Regions from separate parts of the Triticum aestivum genome. Here region 1 is linked to region 2. The links are chromatin contacts, called in public Hi-C maps. All regions are on one chromosome and are shown on one strand. The core of a region is the stretch at or near the end of the contact, and the rest is flanking DNA. Distances in the headings are between cores, read along the strand shown. Region 1 overlaps LOC123054470 (receptor protein kinase-like protein ZAR1). Region 2 holds the start of LOC123054468 (secretory carrier-associated membrane protein 6).

Region 1 (6,340 bases), core at 1,850-4,349, 99 kb before region 2:
TGGCGTTGATTGTTGCAGTTGTGTTTGGTGTATTGCATTGGGGTGTGTGGATGGCGGCAGACAACGGTGTTCCTCTTCTTCGACCGCGTCGGATGAAGTTAACGGTGTTGAACCCCGACCGACATGCCAATAAGCCTTGGCCTTGTTGCTTGCATCGATTCGGTTCATCGGCCCGAAAAGCATCCTTATATGCGAAGGTGCTCCTCTAGATATGTGTATGATGGCAAATCCCCTCTTTTTTCAGTGTTGCCTCGGGACCGTGGAAGATGATGGTGGGCGACCTTTCAGCATGACACAAGATTCTGCCAGAGTGAAATTCTAGTTTTACTTCTTGTGCAGTCTTTGATGCAATATTACAACGCATTGTGTATGTCTCTTGTAGTGACACTGTGTGAACTTTTTTTAACCCGGTTTTCTAATGAAATGTATGTGGTTACTTCTAAAAGAAACTCCGGGCGGCCGCCCTTGCTCGCCCTAATGCAACCAATGTATGGGACTAGCTAGATGCCAGTTGACTATTTTTTTGTCAATCAATTTGTTTTAAGTCGCCAGATGTAAAACGAATGACATATCGCTTTCTTCAACCTCGTTCCCATCCCCCTGTTCATCTTTTTTCCCAAACCGCCCGAGGTACCACCGGTCCAACCGCATGCTACCGCCGCCCACAGCCGGCGGTGCTCCCGCGATTGCCTCGCCGCCCATCGCCATCCCTCTAACCCTGGCGAACCTCCATATTTTTCCGTCAAATCTGCAACCCCACAGCCCTAAAATAGATACCCAGCAAGCTTGCCACCCTAAGATAGACACCCAGCGAGCCTGCCTTCCAAAGATAGACCTAGATGGTGCTGCTTCTTCCGCGAGCCGACTCCTTTTTTCTCTTCGACCGCTGCTGCTTTCATCATGCAAAATCGACTAACCCAAATATCATTTTCAGGCGACTGACATTCAGCTAAACTGCGATGCATCGTGGTATGCATGCAAAGTTGCAAACCCAGTTTTTATGGAATGGACGCGGAAAAGTACACTTCTATATATGCTGTTGTATGATCACAAATCGTCAGTTTTGTCGGAACAAATAGCCAAGAAACCCCCAATTACAAAATAAATAAAAAAGAATATGAAGAGCTTGAGAGCCAGAGAGGAAGGAAAGCTCAAGAAAAGAAGACTTCCCAGACGAGCTTTGTCACGAACACATAACGTGGCAGCGTAAGCCAATGGCCGTACGTGCATGATGCATCCGTCCTCACGACCCGACCTTATCGAGGCTGTCGGCGACGGTCTTCATCTTGGGCCGGAGCTCCGGGTCGGCCTCGGTGCACGCCAGCGCGACGTGGAACGCGGCAACGATCTCCTTCTTGGGCAGCGCCGGCGCCTCCCGCAGCAGCGCCGGGTCCACCATCTCCGCCACCGGCCGCGCGTCCTCGAACCCGCGCCGCACCCACCGCACCGCCTCCGGCACCGCCTCGTGCTCCGCGCTCCCGGATCGGTCCGTCGTCGTCGTGGACGGCCCCGAGAAGGACGCGGACGTCGACGGCGACGCGTGGTCCGCCGGTCCCCGCCCCGTCAGCAGCTCCAGCAGGATCACCCCGAAGGAGAACACGTCCCACTTCTGCGCCGGCCGCGCCCCCGGCGCGCGCGCCTCGGGCGCCCGGTAGCCGCTCGCCTGCGCCGGCGCCTGCGGCTTCGTGTAGGGGATGGCGCCGCCGAGGAGGCTGCCCCCTGAGGACGGCGGCGCGCCGTCGGGGCCGCAGCCGGCGATGGCGAGCAGGCGGACGAGGCCGAAGTCGGCGACGCGGGGGGTGAAGTCGGCGTCCAGGAGGATGTTGGACGGCTTGACCTCGCCGTGGACGAACCGCCGGGTGCTGTTGCACTCGTGGAGGTACGCCAGGCCGCGCGCCGCGCCCTTGGCGATCTTCAGCCGCGCCGCCCACGACAGCACAGGTTCACCGGCGCGACCTGCAACGTGGACGCGGTAACTAAAAGTTAGCATGCATGTGTATATTGCTAACCAGAATTGGTGGGCATTGATTCTGAGTAAGAAACAAAAATGCTACAGACAGAATTAATGGCCATTTAATTAGTAGAGTGGCGTGTCCACATCACCAGAAATTAAAAAGCTTTGGTGCTTTGCACGGACACAAGCAGCCATGCCATGGCACTGTTCATGGACACTGACTGCATATGAGGAAGGGACTTGTGCAGTGAGCATTAATGGCCCACGTTGTGCCTGATTTGTCATGCACTTGACAATGGTACTAATTGTTGCCGCAAGCACATGGCTTCTCACAACACACAAACGAACCAACCATTGCTGCCTGCACACACACACACCAGTTATCATGGCGTCCTCACAAAGTTGTCAAGCTTTGTCCTATCAAGGCCCGAAAGCCACATAGAAAGGCAGCATCAACAGCAGCCTCAGCACTACGCTCATCATCGATCACCCAGTAATCAAAAGCGCTCGTTGATCATGCTCATGCATGCGCGTCGCCGAGGAAGGCGTGCCTCCGCGGTCTCAATTATCGCCTCTGCTTTTGGCTCGAGTGTCGCGTGGAAATCTTTTCCGTTCCGGGATCATATTTAGCCCTAGAAGATCATTCTGTTAGGCCGTGACAGTGACAAAGGTTCCAGGCCTAAAAAGTTCTCTTTTTCCTCCTTCCAGGCTCTGCACGCAGGAATCAGGATGGTGTAAAGGCATTCCTTTGCTCTTTCCCTCTTTGGTTTCTCAGTATTGTGCAAGTGCTGGTATGGAGGATACCTTAAAAATGACTTGATCCTGTGAGGTATTGGCCTGTAAAGTGTGCGTGTACACCATAAACAATACGTAGTTTTTGGTGCAGTATATTCAGTTACTGGCCGGCCCCAGCTTATGGCGCGACTCTTAGCTCTTAAGCTACGCTAAAAAAAGCTCTTAAGATACGCTAGCAACTCCCTTGGTTTTCAAGCAGAAAGCAACAGCTCGCTGCTGTCATTGGAGAGCACCTACGAGCCAAAACATGAGGCGAAAATGATTTTTTTTTTGCATGTCGCTGGAACCATCCATCCATCCGGTCGACAGCGGATGCCCGGCATGGATGGCAGAGTGTGGTCCATCTCCGTCCGGGCACACAGGTCGGTGCGGTGTTTGGAAGCTTTCGCTCTCGCCGCTTGTCATGCAGTGGATCGAATCGCCTGACCGGTCCGTCGTCCGTTAGGAAACTGTTGATGGGATGATGCCTCGGTCGCACGGCACGGCAGGTCGTTTGCCACCGAGAGCCGATCCCGGCCGACCGGGGATTTTCTACCAATCATACTTTACACTTGTTTCTACCCTCTGTCAATCTAGTCGAATTTTGAGACATTTGACCTGAATCCAACCACTTATAGTTTAAGTGGGATTTTACGGGGAGATCCTATAGATAGAACATGCCTCGTGACGGCATCTTCAAATCCTACCACTAAACCTCAAGGTGATATGTTACTAACAGACAAAGGACGCAAAGCTCTAAGACAAAGCCTTCAAAAAGAAATAGCCACTTGCATGTCAAAGTCGGTTGGCTCCCCAGACGTTAGATCCTGGCCTATAACCTTCAAAACATATCTTCAAACCAACAACTTCAAGAAGGTAAACATATGGGGACTTCGAAGCAGCCTTATCATGCGAGTTAGATCATGGGTTGTCATCTAGGAGTTATGTCTCTCACCATAGTCATTGTCCACCATTCTACCGTCATGCTCACATAGAATTTGGCAGGGCAAAGGAGAAATTACCGGAAGGGAAGACAACACCGCGTCGCTTCCGATCATTGTTGCACCGCCATCTCGCCGATGATTGCCGTTTGAGCCTAACAGTCACTGCCCTGAGATGCACCACCTACATGCCAATGCTCGCTCCGGCCCACGATGGAGCCAAAGTTGGCCTCGGTAGGGCCTGTCCGCAACGGTGAGGAAGAGGAGCATGGCACCTTACCCCAACCTCCTCACGAGACCGATCCGACGTCCGATGCACCGCACCGGACCCGCATGATTCGGCATGCCTCCCCGTCGTGAGCCGCACCAGTCCGCGCCCGCTGCCCCATCGATCAACACACTGGGGTATGTCGGATCTGCATGTCCCAGCCACCACACCATGCGAGCGCCATCGCCGATGTCAGAGTCCCCCTAAAGACGTCTGAGAGGGGCCGCACGCCGAGGTGCAACACGATTACGCTTGATCCACGCTCTGGCCACACGCCAAATCCACGCCCGGGGCACTGGTTGACCATGTGCAAACACCGGCTCGACCTTACACGCGTAGACATTGTTAGCTGCATGGGAAGGAAAATGCCCTGCTGCAGTTGCTGCCGCACGAGCTTTGCCTGACGACGACGAGTAGGGAGGGCGAAAGAGGAGGGTAAGGAGGGGCGGATGGGTGGGTGGGAGACGTCGAACTTTATTTGATGGTGTGTCACGGATTAAAATAAGGAGAAACCATACCCTAACTGTATGTTTTTTGTTTGGCAAAAGTTATGACTCTTCCATGAAATTCTTGCCATATGTCATCATTGGTTGTATAATTAGTGATCTAAAAGGTCTTATATTTTTACAGAGGGAGTATATCACATTTCAATGTTGTTGTCGTGCATTTAATACGTAATCAAGCAACATAAAAATAAAATTAAAACTAACACACACTCTATTAAGATGAGTTACTATTCTAGCGAGATTGGCTTCAAGTTATACTACCAGGAGCAGAGTCTTGTTCAAAGCGAAAGAGCAGTAAGCGAGTTGACCGGCGTGATATAAAAAAGAAAAAGTTGACCGGTGGTACTTTTACTTACCACGCAGCGCGGTGGCGAGGTTGCCGTTGCCGACGAAGTCGGTGACGACGAGCTTCTCGTCGGGTGACCAGTAGTAAGCGCGCAGCCGCACCACGTTGGGGTGCCGCACCCGCCCCATCGCCCGCGCCTCCGCCCTGAACTCCTTGCACCTCTCAGCGCCACCGCCGCCGCCGCCCAGCCGCCGGACGGCCACCGGCGTCGAGCCGTTGCCCACCACCACCTTGTACACGATCCCCTTCCCTCCCTTCCCCAGCACATACGCGGATGACCGGAGCAGCTCGTCCAGCTCCATCCGGAATCCCCGGTCGATCGCTACAAGCTCCCCGTCGGCGCCGCTGCACTTGCCGTCTCCTTCTTCCTCGTCGTCCGACGAGCCGTCCGCCCAGCCTCTGTCGCGGCGGCCCCAAATGCAGCCGCACAGCCCCTTGTTCCGATCATCATCGTCGTCGTCTTCTGCGATTGCACGGCCACGGCCGCGGCGGCCTTCCCTCCGGTCCTTGACTTTCCAGTATATGTACACCAGGATGATGCCGACGAGGGCGACGCCGGCGGCGTCGGCGACGGAGATGAGCGCTATGAGGCTTGATTTAATTGGCTGATGCTGGCTGTCGTTAGAGGCGGAGGCTGTTGATGAACTGGTGTTCTGTGGCGGCGGAGATTGCGTCGGCGGTGGGACGGCTCGGCAGGCAACTTGGAGCGGGAAGCCGCAGAGAGCGGGGTTGTTGAGGAACGCAGTTGGGCCCTGGCTGGCGAGGGAGCCCGTCTGCGGGATGGCGCCGGAGAGGTTGTTGAAGCGGAGGTCGAGAGTGACGGTCGCCGGGAGGCGGCCGAGCTCCGGCGGCACGATGCCGGAGAACTGGTTGTGCGAGAGGTTGAGCGTGCCGGAGAGCTTGGGGAGCTGGCCGAGGTCCGGCGGGATGGAGCCGTTGAAAGCGTTGGAGGAGAGGTCGAGCTGCTGCAGGCTGGACAACTCCGGCCAAACACCGGCGGGCACCTCGCCGGAGAAGGTGTTTCTGGAGACGATAAGACGCTGCAAGCTCCGGCAGTTCCGGAGGTCGAGCGGCAGCTCGCCGGAGAGCGAGTTCCTGGACACGTCGATGTTCTGCAGCCTCGGGAGGTCGCAGAGCGCCATGGGGAGCTTGCCGGTGAGCGCGTTGTTGTAGAGGAAGATGGAGTGGAGCGAGGAGGCGTTGGAGAGCGCGGGCGGGATGCCGCCGCTGAGGCGGTTGTCGTGGAGGTTGAGCCGGCGGAGGAAGAGCAGCGAGCCGAGCTCCGAGGGGATGTAGCCGGCCACGTTCTTGCCGGCGACGGCCAGGCCGACCACGCGCGGCTGCGACGAGATGTTGGCGCAGGTGACGCCGGGCCAGCGGCACGGGTCGGCGTCCGACTCGGACCACTTGGCGAGGACCGAGGCCGGGTCGTCGGTCACGGCCGCCTTGAAGGCCAGCAGCGCGAGGCCGTCGTCGGTGAGCGCGACGGCCGGCGCCGGCGGCAATGCGAGGAGCAGCAGCAGGAGGAGAATCGTGGTCGGGACTGTCCTC
Region 2 (6,178 bases), core at 865-3,364:
GTGGAGCAATGGCAGCAATTATGCAAAAACCAATGTGGATCTGCACCAAACAACAAGAAAAATGTGGCCGTGTGATAAGAATAAATACAACAGTTGAAATGTCAGACTCAAGAGGAAGTTAAATAAGCTTTGCAGGCAGATCTTACCAGGTAACACAGGAAAAACCATCCAAAACTGAATGCACTGTTAGTCCTGTTTAAAGAAGTAAATGAACATATCAGATGCTTCTACACATCATAATGCACAGTTCAGTTTTTCTCTTAAATTGTAAACAATTGGACTGAAAAAGCAGTCACTTCTAAAATCTGTCATACTATCAGCTTAGGATGACTGTACCCATCAATTGGTCACTTATACATGAAATGGAAACAATTATGTGTAGCTGGTGCAGGTCCACCAAAATATTTTTGTAACTGTCGTAGCTATCACATGCATCATGAATTGTGTGTATAAGAAATTTTTCAAGGAAATTATGCAGAAGTTCTAAACTCGCATAAACTGCCCTTTAATAGTTTCGGTCGATAGAAACAATGCTAGTAAATATTGCAGGTCCGCATAGAACATTTAGGGAAAAGAAATACAGTCTTTGTGATGTGCGTAGGTGGAAAGCCCTAAAATAAATAATAAATTCACTCACGATGTCCTTTTTCCATTGATAGGTGGAAGTGCTAAAGTGGTACCATGATAGCATACCTCATTGCACGATAGAGGGGTCGATACCACATCAAGTAAGAAAGGGGAATTCCAAGCAAAGCATAGATTGTAGCAAGGAAGAACAGCTTTGAATCTGCAAGCGTAAACAACCCAAGCATTCACATCACCCAATGTACAAGAACACCCAGGCATTCATAGGTAGTGATGAAAACTCACCTCCCTCCTTGATCCAGCAGACTATGACAGCAATAAAGTTCCAGGAGAGGCAGAGCACAATTCCTGCAAATTAAAATAACACAAAACCGAAACTATCATAACTATGTGCCTCTGAAATGAACCATATTTACAACCTATAACACCACAATTGCATAATTCTACTGCCAAACTGGAGATACAAAAAAAAAAGCACCACCAGCAGTCAACAAGTACATACCAAGCCAGCTTGCAAACGCCAGATACTGTAACTTCTGCACGTTTGCAGGTATCTCATTGGCGATGTCATGGTGGATAATCGGGAAAAAAGGCGGCCAATTCTTCTCCTCCATGGGCACTCCAGCTGCATCAAAGAAAGAAGAAAAGGAAAGCAGAAATAAGCACACTACTGCTAAGTGCTAACACAACTCATAACTGAAACACAATTGACACCACCAACGAAATAGCGGCTCACCATTCTTCAGCGATTCCTCCCTCCTTTTGATATCCTGGAGCCACAGAACAAACGCCGTGAGACACCACACAACCTAATAAACTAGTAGTAGAGTTTAAGGGCAAAGAGGAGAGTAAACCCCACCGCCTCACGACGCCTCAGATCTGATTCCCACGACGAGAGCTCCCTCGCCTTGCCATTCGAGTCCTGCGCGGCGCACCAGAACCATCAGATTCGTGCAGCCGAACGCCGAGTGAACGAAAACTAAAAAGGATAAGTAGAGCGTGAAGCGTCTTACGCCCATGTTGCCGAGGGGCACGTCGACGGTGGCGTCGCCCCTGCTGCCGCCGCCGCCGAAGCCGACGGGCTCGGTGGGCCGGAAGCCGTGCTGCTGCTTCCCGCCGCGGCCTCCTCCATTCTGCAGCGCGACAGAAACAACACGCGGGAGTTCAGATCTGCCGAACCACTAACCCGCCGTAGGCGGCAAGGGTTTTTCCGCAAAACGAGGGGGCGATAGATGAGCGTATAGAGGGGAGAGGGGAGGGGAGGTTGGCTCACGGAGAAGGGGTTTTCGTCGCCGGCGGTGCCCTCGTCGAAGGGGTTGGGGTCGTGATGCATGCCGGGCTCGCCGCTGGGTCGCTCGGCGTCGCCGCGCGGTGAGGGGGCGAGGGGGAAAGCGGCGGTGGTGGACGCGGGTCGCTTCCAGTCCAAGCAGTCCGTTCCCTTCTTGGTGCTGCTTTTCACGTGACCTCTCTGGGTGGAGTGCGACGCGACTGGACTGGCGTGGGTTCGGGCCGCTTCACACGGGTCGTCGTTGTCGTCGCAGGTGCGTACCACCTGCAAGTAAGCCCATTATAAGCCCCCTGTTTTTTTAGTGCTTTCTAAGCCCCCTGGTGATCAGTCCGTTTAGAGAATTGGCCCGTAAATCCTGTTAATCAATCTGCTCGGTCCGATAATTTGGGCAAAATCACTAATCGAGGAATAAGATCACTCCCCTTCTCAGGTTGTGACAAGTGCCGCGTTGCATGTGCTCCACTTGTCGCAACTTAGAGTTTTCCCTTTTTTCATATCTATTTATTTAAAATGTTTTATTTCTTAAACCGTCCATCCAAATCTCAAATCATTCTCATCCTTGAATTCCTCGCGTCGAGACCTTCAAAACTAGATCCCATGTCGGTAGGTTTTGACAAATTTAATTTTACTAAAACAATCAAACTTTTTTTCCTTTTCGGATGCTGTTTCCGTGAGGCACGACTATGCCTCTCGCGAAAGTAAAACCGTGCCTCTCATGGAAGAAGAAGAAGAAAAAAGAAAACACGTCTTTTTTTTCGTTTCTGAGAAGCACGGCCGTGCCTCTCGTGGAAGAAAAACCATGTCTCTCACGGGAAAAAATTCGTTTTTTCACGCATAAAATCAAAAAAAATTGTCGCAATGCTAAGAAAGAATGGTGGAAAACCGATAAGTTGAAGAAAACCAGAAAAACCATCTAAAAACCGAAAACGCATGCGAAAAAATAAAAATAAATAAAATCCGAAGGGAGAGCACAGAGCGCGACACGTGGCGGGGGCTGACAACGCGCCAAGCGGCGCTATATGTTTGTTGGGGAGACTCCGAAGGAGTGCTCCTCAACTAGTTGCTCTCTAATTTGGGGTGCCCCGCCGACTCGCGGAAGCGAGATGGGCCAGCCCACGCATACAGCAGGTCATGGCCTCTATTTTGTTTTTTTTCTGTTTTCTGTTCTCATTTTTTACTTTATTTTTGTAATTTTTTATACTTTAAAATAACATATATGTATATGTGTGTTTGTATATATTACAAAAAATATTGTACAAAACACATTTGAAAAATGTTGAACAAGTATTTAAAAAATATTGAATAAGTATTAAAAATGTTGAACAAGTATTTAAAAAATGTTAAACAAGTATTTGAAAATTTTGAATCTTAACCTAATAATAAAGAGAGGGCTGCTTCTCTTCGTCCATCGTGGATTTTCCCCTAGAGTTCACATGAATTACCTCTTATGCCACCGGTAAGTGGGAAAAACGATTTGTTTTTTTACTTATAAGTCCGTCGTTGGTTTTGATTCAATAGGCAGCGATCCTCCCACAAATCACAAGTGCATGGCCACCTCAACTGGCTGGATGCTTTCTTCTACCTAGGACACCCAGGTTTGACCCCACATTCTCTCCTTTTTCTCCCCCTTTTCTCTATTAAACAGATGCCCCATTGGGCCGGCCCAGTGCGGCCTTCAACACTTTTTCTAAATTCGTTTTGTATTTTTTTCTTTTGGCTTTATTTCGAAATACTCTCAATATTTCAATTATAAAAATCACTTATATGTAAACTTTGAAAAAATATTAATCATGCATGAAAGAAATGTCAAACTTGTATAGAAAAAATATTTCCATTATATACAAAAAAACAGTACAGTGCATATAAAAAATAAAAAAATATTTTTCTTTTTTTAAATGTTAATCATACATTTAAAAAATGTTAAATGTGCATAAATATTGTTTCCGGTGTATAATAAAAATGTATAGAAAAATATACAATGTGCATGGAACAAGGTAGACATAGAAAATATAAGCTTTTCAAAAAATATTATCATGTATTTAGACAATGTTAAACGTGTATATGAAAAAATTTCCTGATGTATACAAAAGATGTAGAATGTGCATAAAAAGGGTAGACACCAGAAATAAATATGTTTTAAAAAATGTTGTCCATGAAATAGGAAAGTATTAAAACATGTATATATAAAATGTTTCTGATGGAAAAAAATGTACAATGTCGCCGATACAAGATTTACTTAAACCAATGGCTTGAATTCAATTTTCTCATTGTTTTAAATTGTTCCCTTAATGATTTTTTAATAATATTGAATTTGATATGCAACCTTGATCATTTGGTATGCATGTCCTTACAAATTGATTGTTTTCTTGGAGTTGTCTAATATGTTTTCAACCAAATTAATACTTGACTTTGATTACAAATAAAAACACATATATCAGGAAGAAGAAAAAATGCTCCTATGCACATGCTATCATTAATTAATAAAGCATACTTTGCTATTTTCGTCGTAATGCAAATATTTTTTGGGCATCAGCGAGGAGGAACGACAACAAAAGCGTAAAGAGAAACCTGCACTAGATAGATATTTTTACTGCCTATAAATTGGAAACACCTTGAATACACTTAAAAAATCATCACATCTTTATTTTTTGCGCAACATCACTTATCATGTTGTTTTCCATGTGGCATCATGCAAGATTTCAAGAGATTTAATGATGTCTCGAGAGTGTGTATGAGAGGTAATTTTTTTCTCTCCCGTTGCAACGCACAGGCATGTTTGCTAGTAAGTATTTAAAAAATGTTGAACTAGTATTTTAAATATGTTGAACAAGCGTTCAGACAATGTTGAACGTGTATACAGAAAATGTTGATCACTTATTAGAAAATGATGACTTTTTATGATCATGTATATCAAAATATTAATCAAGCATTTCAAAAAATTATGTTGAGCAAGTATTTCAAAAATGTTAACCAAGCATTTGGAAAACGTTAACTGTGTATAGAAAAAATGTTAATCATGTATTAAATAAATAATGAAAAAAATTGATCATGTATGTAAAAATGTTAATTAAGTATTTGAAAAAAATGTTGAAAAAGTGTTTTTAAAATGTAAGCAAGCATTTAAAAAATGTTAAAAAGTATACAAAAAATGTAGACCATGTATTAAAAATGTTACAAATGTTGACCAGGAAAAATGTTGACCATTAATTAAAAAATGTGTCGAAATAAACATAAACTAGAGAAAAAAGAAAATAAAAAATAAAACCGAAGAAACAAACGCAAAAGAGAAAACAAAAAAAGAACAAAGGAAACAAAGAGAAACTGAGAAAAAGGAGAAAGAAAAGAAATATGGATAAAAACAATGAAAAAACAAAGAGAAACCAAAATGGAAAACAAAAAAAAACAAAAGTATAACAACGAAAAAAGGAAACCGGAGAAGAAATAAGAAACCAAACAAAAACCAAAAAAAACAAAAAAATGGAGAAAACATCAGAAAAACAAAAAACACTGCTCTTCTCCTTCTATTTGGTCGCGGCCTGCTTACTCAATACGAACTTGCATTTAGCTCAGTGGCGACAATGCTGCGTAGCAACCAGCAGATCATAGGATCGATACCTTGCACTCTCCCTTTTTACAGATGCTTCAGCGAGAGAAACTTTTCATCTCGCTTAATGCGATAAATAGTCACCGCGAATAATTTGAGCTTGTGAAGCTTCCGAGGTGACGACGTACCGAGCTCACAGTCCAAGGACCCAAAATTAGGGACGAATGGAACCGTCCATGGGTCTGGCTCTCAACGGAAGCAAAGGCTTGGCCTACCTTCTTTTCTAACCCAGAGGCCACAGCCTCGTTTAATTTGAACTTTTGAACAAACCATGTGCGAGCTCCACATGCCTCTTCGCGCTTCCCCAAAAGCTCGAGCTGGGATCTTAATTAACTAGGAGAGGCCGCGTCTTGTGTTGTTTACGTTAGTTGCACTAAGAAAACTTGCGCCGATGGACAGGGGAAATTTAAAGGGTTCCACACACTGACACACACGACATGTTGTAATATTGTCTACGGTTTGGAGAGTGGAGTATGATCGATCCATATATTGTTGATATGTGTGGTCAATGTGAAGACACTTGCTTTTCTGCCTCTTGGTGGGGATCCAAAGTCACTACTAGGAAAGTTATAGTACAAGTGACTTTTAACCAACATCAACTCCTTTTTGGCCAGTGAATGACCTTTTTTTTAGAACGAAGACGCAGATGCGTCCGGCTTTAAATCAATAAAGCTCACAACATAGGCAGTGTAGCATAACAC

Evidence for each region. A called contact is a pair of places that touch in the nucleus more often than the background predicts.
Region 1: a Hi-C map of leaf shows a contact between it and region 2, with 4 times the contacts expected there. The contact joins the enhancer-like site here to the promoter of LOC123054468 in region 2. A contact is called at or near these places in 4 of 5 Hi-C or Micro-C datasets (leaf and root) and 1 of 1 datasets of contacts at active chromatin or transcription factors (leaf).

The regions. Positions count from the first base shown.
Region 1 is chr2D:556,875,915-556,882,254 of IWGSC CS RefSeq v2.1, reverse strand. LOC123054470 (receptor protein kinase-like protein ZAR1) reads right to left here. Exons shown (of 2, transcript XM_044478250.1): 1 at 4,800-6,340; 2 at 1,007-1,956. The coding sequence ends at 1,244. Among protein-coding and RNA genes, the nearest start is that of LOC123054470, 3.5 kb to the right of the region's middle. Within about 2 kb of position 3,099, at least 3 of the 8 cell types and tissues checked have an H3K27ac peak or open chromatin away from gene starts, as enhancers often do. A contact at or near this core is called in leaf, where this site is marked.
Region 2 is chr2D:556,775,670-556,781,847 of IWGSC CS RefSeq v2.1, reverse strand. It overlaps LOC123054468 (secretory carrier-associated membrane protein 6), which reads right to left and starts at 2,114. Exons shown (of 12, transcript XM_044478249.1): 1 at 1,859-2,114; 2 at 1,599-1,718; 3 at 1,445-1,507; 4 at 1,322-1,355; 5 at 1,088-1,210; 6 at 871-933; 7 at 694-787; 8 at 147-192; 9 at 1-40. The coding sequence starts at 1,918.